2 separate regions of the Rattus norvegicus genome follow, and region 1 is linked to region 2. The links are chromatin contacts, called in public HiChIP or PLAC-seq maps. All regions are on one chromosome and are shown on one strand. The core of a region is the stretch at or near the end of the contact, and the rest is flanking DNA. Distances in the headings are between cores, read along the strand shown. Region 1 has its middle 82 kb from the start of Usp24. Region 2 has its middle 290 kb from the start of Plpp3.

Evidence for each region. HiChIP or PLAC-seq counts read pairs in DNA pulled down with a chosen protein or histone mark.
Region 1: a contact with region 2 is called in an H3K27ac HiChIP or PLAC-seq map of oligodendrocytes, with 7 times the contacts expected there. The contact joins two enhancer-like sites. A contact is called at or near these places in 1 of 12 Hi-C or Micro-C datasets (psoas muscle) and 1 of 1 datasets of contacts at active chromatin or transcription factors (oligodendrocytes).

Annotation. Positions count from the first base shown.
Region 1 is chr5:126,225,210-126,229,994 of GRCr8, forward strand. No RefSeq gene overlaps it. Among named protein-coding and RNA genes, the nearest start is that of Usp24, 82 kb to the right of the region's middle. Within about 2 kb of position 3,447, at least 41 of the 93 cell types and tissues checked have an H3K27ac peak or open chromatin away from gene starts, as enhancers often do.
Region 2 is chr5:125,440,655-125,445,245 of GRCr8, forward strand. No RefSeq gene overlaps it. Among named protein-coding and RNA genes, the nearest start is that of Plpp3, 290 kb to the left of the region's middle. Within about 2 kb of position 2,882, at least 34 of the 93 cell types and tissues checked have an H3K27ac peak or open chromatin away from gene starts, as enhancers often do.

The DNA.
Region 1 (4,785 bases), core at 2,197-4,696, 790 kb after region 2:
GAGTGACCCTGCATGTATTTAACCCCAGTGCAAGCAGGAGGCAGACAGGAGGAACCCAGCCTGGGCTACAGAGTGAGTTCCAAGACAGCCAGGGCTACATAAAGAAACCTTGTCTCTAAAACTAAATAAATAAATAAAATGAGAGAGAGAGAGAGAGAGAGAGAGAGAGAGAGAGAGAGAGAGAGAGAGAGAACAGTCAGGATGCAGAGAAGCCACAGGATCACACCTTCAGATACAGCCAAACCCCAGAAGAGGCAATGGTTGTAGAATAGGAACTGTGACCTCAAGATATACAAAAACCCATTCTCCCCAGCTCTCTGAGCACCAGAAGCCAAAGGGAAAGCAGTTACGGAGTAAATCCCCAGATCACCTTCCTAAGTCACAGAGCAAGATGGCAAAGGACAGAAAGTGGATCCACCTCACACAATAACTGTCAAACCTTTGTCCTTAACAGAAGTTGGACCAAGGCTGTTGTATGCAGATACTATTGAATGTTAGAGAGGTTTGAATAAGAATGGCCCCCAGAGGCTCATATATTTAAATGCTTGGTCACCAGGGAGTGGCACTCCTTAAGAAAGATTAGGAGATTTGGCCTTGGAAGAAGTATGTCACTGGAGGTGAGCTTTGAGGTTTCAAAAGCCCAGGCCAAACCTAGTGGTTCTCTCTCTCTGCTGACAGCAGATCCAAATGTAGAGCTCTCAGCTACTTCGCCAGCGCCATGTCTGCCTGTGTTCTGCCATGCTCCCACCATGATGACAATGAATTAACCCTAAAACTATAAGCCAGCCCTAATTCAATGCTTTCTTTTATAAGATTTGTCATGGACAATAGAACACTGACCAAGACACATGTTAAAAAATAAAAAACTTTACATTAAATAACCATGAGACTGGACTGGAGAGATAGCTCAGCAGTTAAGAAGACTGGTTGCTCCTTCAGAGGACCTGGATTCAATTCCCAGCACCCACATGACAGCTCACAACCATCTGTAACTCCCATTCCAAGGGGTCTGATGCCATCTCCTGGCCTTCAAGGACACTCTACACGTACGACACAGACATGCAGACAAAACACCCATACACACAAAATAATGAAAATGATTCTTTAATGTTTTTTAAACCTATGGGTAGAAGCCAGGTATAGTGGTACCAGCATATAATCCCAACACTTGAAAGACTAAGGCAAAAGATGGTGAGTTTAGGACTGGCCTCTGCTGAATAATGGGTTCAAGAACAGCCTAAGCTCTCTGTCTACAGTTTAGGAAATGGCTCAGTGTGATATAGCACTTTCTTGGCATGCCCAACACCCTGGGTTTGGTGCCTATCACTGCAAAAGAATTACAGATAAGCAAATAACCATGTTTATGCATGAGAAGTAGACTTCTTGCTGATTTGTACTTGGAGGAAAACCATAATAGAGTTTCAATTAGAATGAGAGTAATTTCCAGAGCTTTAACTTCTCGAGTTTGTTTCAACAGAGCAATGAACAGCTTTTCTTAGAATTAGACAGGGAGAAAAGTTTTCATTAGGTGATGAGAGGATTGATAAATTTTACATAAAAACTAGAATAATTTTAAGTATAGGGGAAGAATATGTTCCTATACAATGTCTTTTTATGTATTTCTTTTACTATTTATCTTTATTTTGAGACAGGGTCTCTCTATGTAGCCTTAATTATCCTGGAACTCTCTATGTAGATCAGGCTAGCCTGGAACTCACAGCAATTTTCCTGCTTCTACCTCTCAAGTGCTGGGATTAAAGGTGTGTGCCACCAATCCTGGCAATATCTGCCTTTTCAAAGATGTTTCCTGTGTGTGTGTGTGTGTGTGTGTGTGCGTGTGTGTGTGTGTGTGTGTGTTTGAGTGTGTGCCTGAAGGTAAGTATGTGCATGGTGTATATGTGTAGGTGTGTATGTACCTGGTTGAGTGTGTACATGTGGGTGAGTGTGTGCATGTGGGTGAGTGTGTGTGAGTGTGTGTATGTGTGTGTGCAGATGTGTGTGTGCAAGTGTGTGAGTGTGTGCAGATGTGTGTGTGCAGGTGTGTGTATGCAGGTGTGTGAGTATGTGCAAGTGTGTGAGTATGTGCAGGTGTGTGTGAGAGAGTGTGTGCAAGTCTGTGTGAGTATGTGCAGGTATGTGTGCATGTGTGTGAGTGTGTGCAGGTGTGTGTGAGTGTGTGCAAGTGTGTGAGTGTGTGCAGTTATGTGTGCATGTGTGTGAGTGTGTGCAGGTGTGTGAGTGTGTGTGTGTGAGTGTGTGTGAGTGTGTGCAGGTGTGTGTGAGTGTGTGCAGTTATGTGTGCATTGTGTGAGTGTGTGCAGGTGTGTGTGAGTGTGTGCAGGTATGTGTGCATGTGAGTGAGTATGTGCATGTGGAGTCAGAGAGCTCAACATCAAGTATATTCTATCACCATCCAAGATTTTTTTAATTAGAAAATGTTTTCATACAATATATTTTCCTGTATTCCAACTCATTACAGATAGCCACCCCCTTACCCACCTACCTTCATGTTCTCTCTCAAAATAAAACAAACAAAACCACACAGTTTGTTTAGGGTTGGCCAACTACTCTTGAGCGTGGGGCTTGCCCTGAACTGTGCTTGATATAGCCAGTGTCACTCCACCAAAGAGAACCGATCTGTCTTCTCCCATCAGTTAATCCGTGGCTTCTTGGCCAGGGTGCCACTTTGTGCCCACTTCTTCTTCCATATGCTGGGATTTTGTCCAGCTTTAATATGTGTAGGTCTTGTGGGTCTGGCATAGCCTCCATGAGTTCATACATGCGTCACCCGCGTTGTGTCTGGACTGTTGCCTTGGAGTCTCCATCCCATCTTATTTTTTTTTCAGACAGGGTCTCCCACTGAACCAGGAGCTCTCCTTTCAGATAGGCTGCCTGGCCAGAGAACACCCATCCCTCCCCTCCTGTGTCAGCCCTCACAATGCTGATGCCCGAGTTTTAGATGATTTGGGTTCTGAATTTAAGTCCTCACGCTTATGCAGCAGGCACTCTACCCACTGAGCCATCTCCCTGGACCCATTTCATATTCTAAACATGTGAAAAAAGTGTGTGTGTGTGTCTGTGTGTGTGTGTGTGTGTGTGTGTGTGTGTGTGTGGGTGGGTGGGTGTGGGTGTGGGTGTGGGTGTGGGTGTGGGTGTGGGTGTGTGTGTGTAAGCGCGCGCGCATTACTGGTTCAAGGTGTAAAACATTTCTCTCACTACAGGCTACAGTAAAAAGTGTTTGAAGTTGGTAACTGGCAAGTGTAAGCTTAAGACCTCATCCCTGAATCCCGCAGGCAGCCAGTGGGTCTCCAAGACACAAATAAACGGATCTCTTCTAGGGCTGAAATCAACAGAGCTTCTTGCTCCTCTCCTCACAGCTGAGTGTGGCTAGGGCCCAGAAGAAAACTGGCACTGTTTGTCTAGGGGCTGTACCGAGAACAAAGAGGGAGTTTGTCCTGAGGCCTGCCAACCCAGCCTCCTTCACAGGCGCTAAATTCATTCAGCATCGCTGCCCTGCAGGCTGCCCCGCTGGCCCGGTGGGCCTGCCAGCCTCTTCCACAAGGAGTTAGTGTCAGATCTGGGCAGCTCTCTCTGCCTGAGGCAACGGACATTCAGATAGCCTGTGAGAATCGGAAACGGAGGCCCACGCCACTTGAAAAATAACATCCTCCCCCACACTCCACGAGGAAGACCCAGGAAGTCAACAGCTCTCCAGATGTGAGCCAGCGTGGGAAGGACTCTAGTGTTCTGCCTCTCTCCCTCCCAATATCTTCCTCTCATCTCTTGTTACTTAATGGAGGCGCTGGCTTTCCCAGAGTCCACTTCCTCTAAGCAATGTGAGGGAAAGAAGGGAAGACAAACTACTAAGTTTTTCTACACACACACACACACACACACACACACACACACACACACACACTGCAAATAACTAATTGTAATAAAAAAAACTTCTTAAAAATTAAAAATATGACCAAAAGGTGGTGGCTTGGGTCCTTAATCCCAGCACTTGGGAGGCAGAGGCAGGTGGATCTCTGAGTTAGAGGCCAGCCTGGTCTATAGAGGGAGTTCCAGGACAGCCAAGACTACACAGAGAAACCCTGTCTTGAAAAAACAAAATAGATGAATAATATGTGGGAAAATGATAACCTCCTTCTGGGAGGGTGGAGTAGACATCCTTTCCCTTGCTTTTCTGCAGGGTTTCTAGTAAAACTAAAAATCAAAGTAAAATCTCTCTCTCTCTCTCTCTCTCTCTCTCTCTCTCTCTCTCTCTGTCTCCCTCCCTCCCTCTACTCCCCTTTCTCTCTGTGGATTGAGATGGGGGAGGGGCTGAATATGAAGTAAATTTAAGTTGACTCTGAAAGGTGAAGAGAAGACAGACCAGATGGGGCCCATGTGGGATGATGACTCTGACAGGAAAGGATATATTCTTCAAAGGGACATTGCGCTCCTTCCTTCTTTCTGCTATCAGGCTATTGAAACATTTGACCCCAAAGAATTAAATTTGCTGAGGAATCCCAAGATGGCAGGAGGCTGAGGCCTTGGTGTTGGCCAAAGGAGGAACTGGTCCCACAAGGATTCCATAGCATTCCGACAGCTTACCTCAGTTAAATTAGCATGTGATTGCCTCCAGGCCTGTGCTTCAGACATTTTATAAGATTGTAACACCTCTAGAAAACACCATGGTGAGTGCCTGGGTTTCCCCTTTTCCTTCATGTAGCCTACAGTTGATGTTAAAGAAGGCTTTGGTGTGAAAACATCGAAGGATAAAGGTCAGAAAAGCTCCAG
Region 2 (4,591 bases), core at 1,632-4,131:
CTGAATGTATGCTTCGTGTTTTTGAGACTCAGAATACATTCTAACGTGAACCTTTGGATTACCAATCTTCTTTGGCTTCAGTGAATGAACTAGGGCTGGTGACTTAGTGTCGAGTGCATGGATGATTTGGGCTACTTCTGCTCTAAGTTTCACATACAGGAAGTTAGGGAAAAAATCTGTTTGAGACATTGAACACAGACCTTCTCTGGGCCTGCAGGATTCTTGCTCCAAAGTATAGAGGGAGAATATTTATTCAAATCAAGTCAAGGTAGTATGGGGTAAATGGTAATGAGACTGTGCAGTGTAGCCAGACAGTAGATAAATAAGAGGGAGGACCTGAGTTATTCTGATTAGGGGAAGTAGATGAAGGAAAAAGTCCATCAGGTGTGAGCGTGGGACAAGGCAGACAATGCTGCAGGAAGCTGATGCATGCGAGGGAAATAGAAATCAAAGTCATGTTTTTTGTGACACTCAGGTGGATTCCCAAAAGGGTTGTAGTTGTTGAAAGCCAGCCTGCACCAAGATGACTATTCACTCCCCTTCTGTCTCATCTCAGATCTACTGGAGCAGGGTCTGTTGTGCTTTGTAAAATAGCAGTGTGAAGGGGACCTGACCAATCACGCTATGCTACAGGCCTAATGCAAAAGGAAGTTTATTTTGGACCTGGAGAAGGGAGTAGAGGTAGAGAAGGATGGGGACAGAGAAGGATTGAAACAGAGGGGAAGATGCCAGTCAGGGACATGTGAGAAGAGAGAGAGAGAGAGAGAGAGAGAGAGAGAGAGAGAGAGAGAGAGAGAGAGAGAGAACAAACAGTCCTTTTACAGTAGGCCAGGCTCCTGCCTACCTGAGTGTTGTTAAGAAACTGTTGGGCCTTGAGGAAATGGTAACAATGTCTCCTCGTTAGCAAGATCATCTGGTAATATTGGGGAGCACTTTAAAATCTGAGGTGTATGGGTCTAAGGAGAATTAGCTTCCACTAGGCACGCATTAGTCAGAGAGTAAAAGTAGATCAGGATGAGCATGGCAGCTCCACGTCTCTTTTCCCTCTTCTGTGGTGTACCCTGAGGTATAATATCTGACTGGAAACTTCCCAGAAGTCAGACCCTCTGAAGGGCTGGAAATGATGAAGACGGGTGCTCTTTGTAGGCCTTCATGAAGAGTATCACCACAACATACACTTAACCACAACGAGACCATGGGCTTCTCTTCTTCCTCACAATGACCTCACACACAGTCACTTCCAAAACAAACTACAAGCACTTTCATCCTTGACTCAGACTGCTGTCCAGAATATGAATTCTAAACCAACTGTCAAATACGCCACTGAGTGTAATTTGGGTAAGTGGCATCATCCTACTTTATAGACTCTAGACTAATGACATGTGAGCGTTGTCCATGACCGTGCAATTAGCAAATGCAGGAGCTGAATCGTGATCCTAAGTATATTGACTTCAAATCCATGCAGTTCATTACTCAATAGTCAACTGAGGTTTATGGACCATTGGCTAAGATGCTGGCTTCCCTAGTCAATCCTCTCAACTCCCCTAGAGACACTGGGATTATCACCCTTTAGTTTGAGATGCAAAGCCAAGGCTCAGAAACCTGCTGACTTTTCATAAGATCATCCATCAAGTAGATGGTAGACTTGGACTGGTCTGTGTTCTGCATCATTGCATGAAAGTTAACAACCCACTGGAATGCCTAATTTCTGTGCAAGGACGGACTCTCTATTAGGGAAACTTGCTCTAGGCCATGGTTGACTACATAATCTGAGAGCCCCAGAAGCTGAGAGTACTCTGGACAAACGTTTCAAAGCAGATATTAAACTAGCTTCTCACTGATATCCTCTCCATTTGCTGAAAAGCTTCTTATGAAATTCTTCATGAGAAAGCTTGAAACAGGCTCAAATTAACCTCACTTTCATCCCCAGATGCTAAAAGGATAAGCAAGTGGCATTTTTAAAGTATAACCAATCAGTTCCATAGAACATGCTGAGTAGGATGTTGTCATTACAAGTGGAGTGGAATACTCTGCTCATCCCAGTCACTGTTAACTTCTCTGTGGGATAAGCTACGGGATTATAGGAGAGTGAAAGAGAGAGAGAGAGAGAGAGAGAGAGAGAGAGAGAGAGAGAGAGAGAGAGAGAGGAAGAAGAGGAGGAGGAGGAGAAGGAAGGAAGGAAAGAAAGAAAAGAGAAGAAAAGAAAGAAAGAAGGAAGGAAAGAAAGAAGGAAAGAAGGAAAAGGAAAAGAAATTGTAGAAATCATTGGCTTCTCCTTTACATCTTTTCTTTATGATACATCATTTGTGGGGAGAAATGCAGGAAAACAAAACAAAACAAAATCTCCCTCCCAGCTGAGGAGCTTTGAAGAGCCACAAAGCTTGAAGTACATCCTGGAATAAGAGTAAAAGAATTGAAAAATGGCTGTAAATTGGGGAAGTGACCTTGAGGTAGAACCAGCATACCTTTTTGAAGTCGAAACCTGTTGTCAGGATTCATTGCAGTCAGTGGGGATAGTGAAAATGATGCCACAGAAAACCGAAGGAGACTGCATGAGCGTTAACCTTACTAGCTGGACCACAAACAGGCTGCTTCTGATGCAGGTTGATGTGGAAGCACGTATACAACTTTATATGAGGTTTTCTTCCCTTCTGTTCCTGTAGTGAGCCTCGCTGCCCTGCCATTGTACCAGCTCCCTTATTTCCCTTGCCTCCAGTGTGCGCTCTTAAACCTGACCATGGCATAAAACCCATTAACATTCCTCCGGGATGAGATCCAGTGCCTGAGTATCTCATAAAAGGCTCTCATTATTGCTCCTGCTTTGCTTTGCAGGCCGGCTGGCGTTTGGTTTGCTTTCTATTCTACAAGTCTGTATAGCTTAAGAGAGCCAGGCAGCAATAACAAACACAGAAGCATAGTGGCTTGCAGGGAGTGGGGTGGGGGTGGGGTGAAGGCAGCTCGGCTTTTGCATCTTGCTTTGCTGTATGTTCCCTGTGTTGGCTGGAGTCTCTGTCACTCACAAGCCAAAAGCTCTGGGACTTCTGCCACTTCATTTGTGCTGTTCAGCTTAGTAACTGCAGCCACATGTGGCCACTGAAAAGTTAAAGTGGCTCTGTCCCAAGCTGTATCTATGAGCATAAAATACACTCTTGGAGCACAGCATAGAGCTAATCAAAAGGACAATTTCAAAAACATCTCATTAATTCCTATTGATGACATACTGAGATATTATAAATATACCATGCCAATATGTTTTATATGCAGTAATAAATATCAATTTGCCCCATCCACTTGCCTTTTATTTTAATATGCCTACTAGAAAATTAGACGTATGCTTGCCTTTGATCTCCACAGGACAGCACTTGTTTGTAGTGTGTCTGGTCACAGAAGGTGGGCACTGGTTTTGAAATTCTCCCTTGCAAGAATGGCAGCAGTCACTTCTCATTGCTCAGGGTCTTATTTAACTTTGGAGATGTAGGGCGGTCCTTGAGAGGACAGTATTGGTGACCAGCTCCAGTGATGACTTTCTGGGGTCCTAGTGATTCTCTGAATCAGGCACAAGGATGTTGACAGGCAATTCCATAGGCAATTTACCTTAGAAAGATACTTTCATCCCACACCCTATGTGGCCAAGCCTATTCTTCCTACTTGAGACTGCATAAATGTAACCTTTATTAGGAATTTTCTCAGAATCCCACTCACCCAGCCAACATGCAGGGTATGGATCCAATTAGACTATTCTCTTGGGCTGTTGTGACCTTGGGCCTCTCATGCATGTCCTCAGTGAAGTATCCTTACATATGTCCACAACAGTTTCCCACCTCAGCTCTTGTGCTATCCCCTAAGAACTTCTCATACTTCCTGGCTTGGTAGCATTCAGTAAGGGTTTTATACCATTTGACAATGGACTATATAGGCCCTTACTGTGTTCGTTTCTATGTCCTGATGAATCTCCTGACTCAAGAAAGTAGGCGCTAATGTTCTCTCCATTTAGTTTGATATTGGTTTGCTATATATTGCTTTTACTATGTTTAGGTATGGGCCTTGAATTCCTGATCTTTCCAAGACTTTTATAATGAAGGGGTGTTGAATTTTGTCAAATGCTTTCTCAGCATCTAATGAGATGATCATGTGTTTTTTTTCTTTGAGTTTGTTTATATAGTGGATTACATTGATGGATTTTTGTATATTGAACCATCTCTGCATTCATGGGATGAGGCTTACTTGATCATGATGGATGGTCCATTTTGATGTGTTCTTGGATTTGGTTTGCGAGCATTTTATTGAGTATTTTTGCATTGATATTCATAAGGATTGCAAGCTGGTACAACTACTGTGGAAAGCAGACTGGTGGTTCCTCAGAAAATTGGATATGGTACTACCTGCGGACTGAGCTATACCACCCCTGGGCATATACCCAAAAGATGTTCCAACACATAAAAAGGACACATGCTCCACTATGTTCATAGCAGCCTTATTTATAATAGCCAGAAGCTGGATAGAACCCAGATGTCCTTCTGGAATGGATACAGAAAATGTGGTACATTTACACAATGGAGTACTACTCAGCTATTAAAAACAATGACTTCAT